Regions from separate parts of the Rattus norvegicus genome. Here region 1 is linked to region 2. A link is a contact called in public Hi-C data. All regions are on one chromosome and are shown on one strand. The core of a region is the stretch at or near the end of the contact, and the rest is flanking DNA. Distances in the headings are between cores, read along the strand shown. Region 1 has its middle 91 kb from the start of S1pr3. Region 2 holds the start of S1pr3 (sphingosine-1-phosphate receptor 3).

Region 1 (2,815 bases), core at 5-2,504, 91 kb before region 2:
TTTGTGTTTTGTTTGTCCTCAGTCCATTTGAGTCAGAGGTGAGATGTGGCGCCCTCTCCCCCAGGACTTGTGTGGGTGGCTGGTTGCTCTTGGATGGGGCAGGCTGTCCTGGGAACCTTCTCCCACCCGCTGAGCTCAGAGGCTAAGGCAGGGATAGCTGGCTTCAGAGGGCCTCCAACTGAAGCTTCTCATCGAGTGAAGCTCAACTGGTCTTTGATGCCGCAGCTCAGGGTGGCTGCCCATCTCTCCTGAGCTGTGCCAGGTACAGGGAACACACCCAGCCTGCACACCCATTCCCTCACCGCCATCGTGGCAGTGTCTTGCTCAAGCTCCTGCCATCCAGGGAAGGCAGGGCTAGCACTCTATGCCTCTTCTGAAGCAGCCTTGCCCTGAGGACATAGAGGGTGGGGGGGATGGGGGGTGGACAGTACCACCTGGTGCCCATGAGCACACACACACACACACACACACACACACACACACCACACACACACACACACCACACACACACATACACATCACACATCACACACACACCACACACACACACACACCACACACACACACACACACACACACACACACACACACACACACTGAATGACTGAGAAATAACATTCCCGAGACACTGCCTCACTTCTGGTCTTACAGGACCATTTTTAAACCAATTCCTGTAAGGTTGCCCTACAGTAGCTTCATTTTTAAAAACATCTTTTCATCTCTGTAATTATTTTTGATGTAAGGACATTCACAGCAATAGGATCTATAATTTTCTTTCATTAACAAGATAACAAGCCCCATGAACACACTAGACAATAGCCATGTAGGGTTTTTCCCTCCTAGGGCATTGTCTCCTCACTGACTCTGAGAGCAGACCTTCTAGGTCCCCCAAATGACTCAGCTGTCCTATTTAAACAGTCCCCCATTCTGATGACACTTCCCGGGGTCCCCATGAGCACATTCCTCTACAGGATGGGTCACCATTTTTATATTTGGATGGAGACAGAATGTCCTTGTCTACAGTGGGGGAGTTTGCAGCTAGGCAGCCCCTACCCCTTTCAGAGTTGATTCATCTTGCAAGCTACAAGGAAATCCCACGGCATGCTCCCCGCCCCCACAGTTCGTTCTCCCTAAATGCGGTTTTAATTAGGAGCGGTGAATTCTGCAGACTCACGTCTCAGGCCCTTCCCCAGGCATCCACTGCCTTCCCGCCCCCATGCTGGCAACAGAATGCTCCAGGTCCCAAGGCAAGCGCTGTCATGATGCAAGCTGCCTGTCAGGCCTCCTCAGGCAGCAGCTGCAACTGATTAGAGCTCGGCTGTGGGCCCTGTTTTATTTATGACCCACCTCCCCCTTCTCAAAAATCCATCAGAGCACACTCATGGAAGTAAAATTAGAGGCCCGGTCAGGGCTGGAGTTGGGAAATGCACTTTACCCTTCTTTTCAGGACATTAGTGGCCTAGGCGGGCTGCAGAGGGGACAGGCTGGGGGAGAAGCCCTACCATGGTTCCTTTGGTCCTTCCGTGCCCTAAACATGGCTGCTTTTAGACCTGCATTGTCTGCTCCCCACCTCATTGAAAGTCACAGTCTTCCCCCAACCTCCTTATGACCCTGGTTCTACCTTAAATGTCAGAAGACATCTCAGCTCTGCCTTCTGCCTTCCAACCAGGTTTATCTGTACTTGGGGATATCTGTTGCTAATAAGTCTGTTAAAAGCCTTTGCTCATTGCCACATTCTGACATTTTTTTCCTAATGGGTGAGTTTTTCTCATTCATCCTGAACCCCTTCCCCCAGCACCCTCCTCAGAACCCCTCCTTAGCAATCCTGGCCTGTCACTCCAGAGAACAGGGTATCTAAAACCTTTCATTTCTCAATGGTCTAGCCCAGAACTATCCCCCGCCCCAGTCTCTCTGACTCTTGGATAATGTGTCGTCTTGACTCCCAGTGCGGTGGTGTATACGATGAAACATCAATTTTTTTTATCCCTCTCTGGAGAACCATATTTGTCTTTGAGAGCTTTTGGCTGGCAATTAAAACAAAAAGAGCCGCCTGGTTAAGGGCTTTGTGGGAAACACTTGTGTTAGCTAGAGCACTCTTTCCGGGGTGACTGGGAAAGCGTTTTCTAAGCAGGGATCCCTCTTAGATATGAGTGGCCCTCACTCACATTCAAGAGGTGTGTGTGTGTGTGTGTGTGTGTGTGTGTGTGTGTGCCTGCTCACGCGTGTGCATTCAAAGAGAAAGCCAGGAAGATCAGCGGCAGCTTAGAGAAATGGCGACGGAGGAAAATTAGGATGAACTGAGAACGCTTGGGTGAGCCAAGAGGAGAGAGAAGAGAGAAGCAGAGGAATAGTGTGGCCTTGTTCTCCAGCATTACTGCGTCCTCTCCAAAGGTCACGGGGAGTCACTACCTGCTCCGAGGAGCATGGGTAACAGGAATTATGATCACTCAAATGCGGCCTTTCTGAAGTCCTCAGTTCACTCATGAAAGAAGAAGGCTGTGCATCCTATGAAGCCAATTCTCACCAGGTGGGCGTCCCAGCAGCAAGAGAAAGAGGCTCAGGGCTCCAGGGAAATGCCAGCAGCAGCCTCCTTCCGATTCCCTTCCCCTCTCCCTTCTTCTCCCCCTCTCTCTCCCCCCCCCTTTCTCTCTCTTTCTCTGCTGATTCCCACACTGTGTTAACCACCAACCAGACAGTATCTAGAATCATCTGGAGATGGGCCTCTGGGCATGGCTAATGGGATTATCTCCATCACCGATTGAAGTAGGGACATCGGCCCACTGTGGGTGGCATCATTCCCTAGGCAGGGGCATCC
Region 2 (2,700 bases), core at 198-2,697:
CTGCAGGTGGAATCACTCTTGAGAAAGACTGCCGGTAGCAGTAAGAGCCTGGTACCTCTCAGGCTGTGGGAGAGCGCTGTCTGAGGCTGGAGGAACTGTCATAGAGACTCAGGGTCACCCTGTTCTATCTGGAGGACGGTTTACCTGGGAAAAGGAGATACAGATGCTATTAAAACACACCTCTACCTGCCCGGGAAGGGACGGTGACACAGTGGGAAACAGCTAGAGCACTGGGCCTTTTTGTGGGGTTAGACGCAGTGACTAAGAAGACTGTGCTGTTACCCTGACCTCAGGAAGTGTCTGCAGAGACAGCTACAGAAACATCTTCAACTGTGGCCACCTCTCCCTCCTTTAACTGGATGTCGCAGGAGTCAGGAGGCATGGTCATTCTCCTTGCACTCAGGGAGAGAACTTTTTCCAGCTGTGTCCGAGACACTAGGCAAATTTGGAAGGCTAGGCAAGTAGGACCAGAGCTCAGGGGAGTCGTGCAGCTGAGGCAGCTGGAGCCCTGCAGCCCGGCTTGTGACCCAGAGGGCTTGGGCTTCTCACAGGGCAACAGAGAAGGCCAAAAGTCCCAAGATGAACCCCAAGAACGCGGCAAATTCATCTTCTGTAGGCAACAAAGCACTTGAGAAGAGGTAACAGGGGCCAGGACCCTGCCTGCTCAGGAATTTAGCCATGCTCTGCTTCCTCTCTCCTCTCCTTCCCCAAGCTGGTCTGGAGGTCTTTTGCATTTCCTTTGTAACGGACAATCGTGCATGTGGTTCCCCCTAAAGATTCTCATTTCTCCCCACATAGCTGGTGAGGCTTGCCCAGAGCGCGGGAGTAGACCGGGGTGTGGTTAACTAAGGTAAGCAAGACACAGGAGTCAGGACCTGAAATACACAAGAGGCTGGGGTCCCAGCCTTGCAGTTCAGAAAGGAATGGGGGCAGGGTAGGAGTCCGGAGGGGCAGGGGGCTTAGCTTACCAGCTCAGGCTGGTAGTCAGTTAATTTCAGGTTAAAGATAGTTAACACAGTCATCTCGAAGGGAGAACAGTATTAGTAAGAATCCTCTCAAATCCTTCTGGCCACCTAGGTCTACCCAAGTCCAGCTCTGTACCCGGTTCGGTATCTGCGACTGCTGGGTCCTGGAGCAGGTTTTGGGGCGGGAGGGGGGGCGGTGATTGGTGGAGGAATAGAGGCAGAGGGAATCCAGAGGGTTGAAGAGTCCAGCCAGGGTCCGCGGGTCTGGACAGCGCGGATGCAGCGGACTGGCAGAAAGACTGGGCGGGGACCTGGCCGGAGGCAGGACGTGGCTGGGAACCACGGTACGTAAATGGGAACCAGCCCGCAGAAGCTCTGAAGCTTGGGTTAGGGGCGGCAGGAGGCGGGTGACTCTGGGCCCCGCCCCGGAGGGCTGTGGCAAAAGTTTGCCTTCGGATCCTCTGGGGCAGAATCTGGGCGAGCAAGTTCAGGGGCAGGCGACAAGGTCCGGGTGCTGAGCGAGGCGGCTGGACAAGCTTAGCCAGAGAGAAACCTGAGGCCACGAGCGACCTCCGGAGGAGCCCCTAAACTGGAGCCTTAGCTGAGACTTAGCGGTGGCAGCATGCAACCAGCCCAGATGAGCCTTGCAGAACGAGGTGAGCGGCGAAATCGGATCGGGGCTACACAATCCAGAGTCGCGGGTTGAGGGAGCGGCTCCGGGTCCACCCGAACTACTTTTTGGATAAAATTTTAACCAAATCCAGGCACCACAGTGATTTGAGCTCGCGAGTGTCTCGCTTTGGCCACCCGCTCCCGTTCTCCGGGCCATTCATAACCCGGAGAGCAGGACCTAGTCATCAGTTGGAGCTGGTGAAGAGGTATAGGGTTCTTTTAGATAGCAACCGGGGCTTTTAAAATGTGTTTGTAAACCCTGAGCGGGAGTGCGCAAGCTCTCCAGGGAAAGATCCTTGTTTTACTTGGCTAATTAAGAAGTTAGACACCCTCACGAGAAGAAAACCCGGGCATTGGGAATGGCTGTGGTTTTTCCCTCTGGGAGAAAGCAAAAGCATTCTTTTCAGTTGTATGAGCTACAAAACTCCAGTTTCCTTAGCACTTCTAGAGCAGGCAATTCGGGGAGCGTCAGGCCTAGAACTAGACGACAAGGTACCTGCAAAGCAATAATGAGGCTCCCAGGGAAAATTGGTATGTCATACATTCTTGAATGAGATAGAAGAAAAGGGAGGGTGGCCATTAACCATGTGCCTGTACACGGTCTCTGTGTCCCTGTCTCTCTGGACTTGAACAATCCCGATGCCATATTCCTAAGACTTAATGTAAGAGGGTTTTTCATGTCAGCTGTTTAAAAGGAAATACTTTGCTTTGAACACCACTGTTAAGGTATGTGTAACATTCTGAGTCCAGGGGAAGGAGGGGAGGGGGTCTCCTCTCCTCTATGGCACATACCTCCTCCAAGCCTCCAGAGTCACTCATTCTAAAATCTGCTGTCACAAGTCTCTGGTATTGCATATCACGTCCTACAAACATTTATCTATTCCAAGTTCCATCCGTCATAGATGAAAACCAGGCAGATAGAGTCAAGTGAACATAATTCCTCAAAAGTGGACCAAAGGGTCACATACTGCAGGTAAATGCCTGGCAAGTTGTGGCTGTGGTCAGGGATGTTTGGTTGAGGTAGTGGTGGTGGTGGTGGTGGTGGTGGTGGTGGGGTGTGTGC

What was found. Hi-C and Micro-C count contacts between places; a contact is called where the count stands out from the background.
Region 1: a Hi-C map of the A7r5 cell line shows a contact between it and region 2, with 3 times the contacts expected there. The contact joins the enhancer-like site here to the promoter of S1pr3 in region 2. A contact is called at or near these places in 2 of 12 Hi-C or Micro-C datasets (the A7r5 cell line and psoas muscle).

The regions. Positions count from the first base shown.
Region 1 is chr17:14,035,855-14,038,669 of GRCr8, reverse strand. No RefSeq gene overlaps it. Among named protein-coding and RNA genes, the nearest start is that of S1pr3, 91 kb to the right of the region's middle. Within about 2 kb of position 1,254, at least 25 of the 93 cell types and tissues checked have an H3K27ac peak or open chromatin away from gene starts, as enhancers often do. A contact at or near this core is called in the A7r5 cell line, where this site is marked.
Region 2 is chr17:13,944,760-13,947,459 of GRCr8, reverse strand. S1pr3 (sphingosine-1-phosphate receptor 3) reads left to right here and starts at 1,447. Exons shown (of 2, transcript NM_001271143.1): 1 at 1,447-1,621.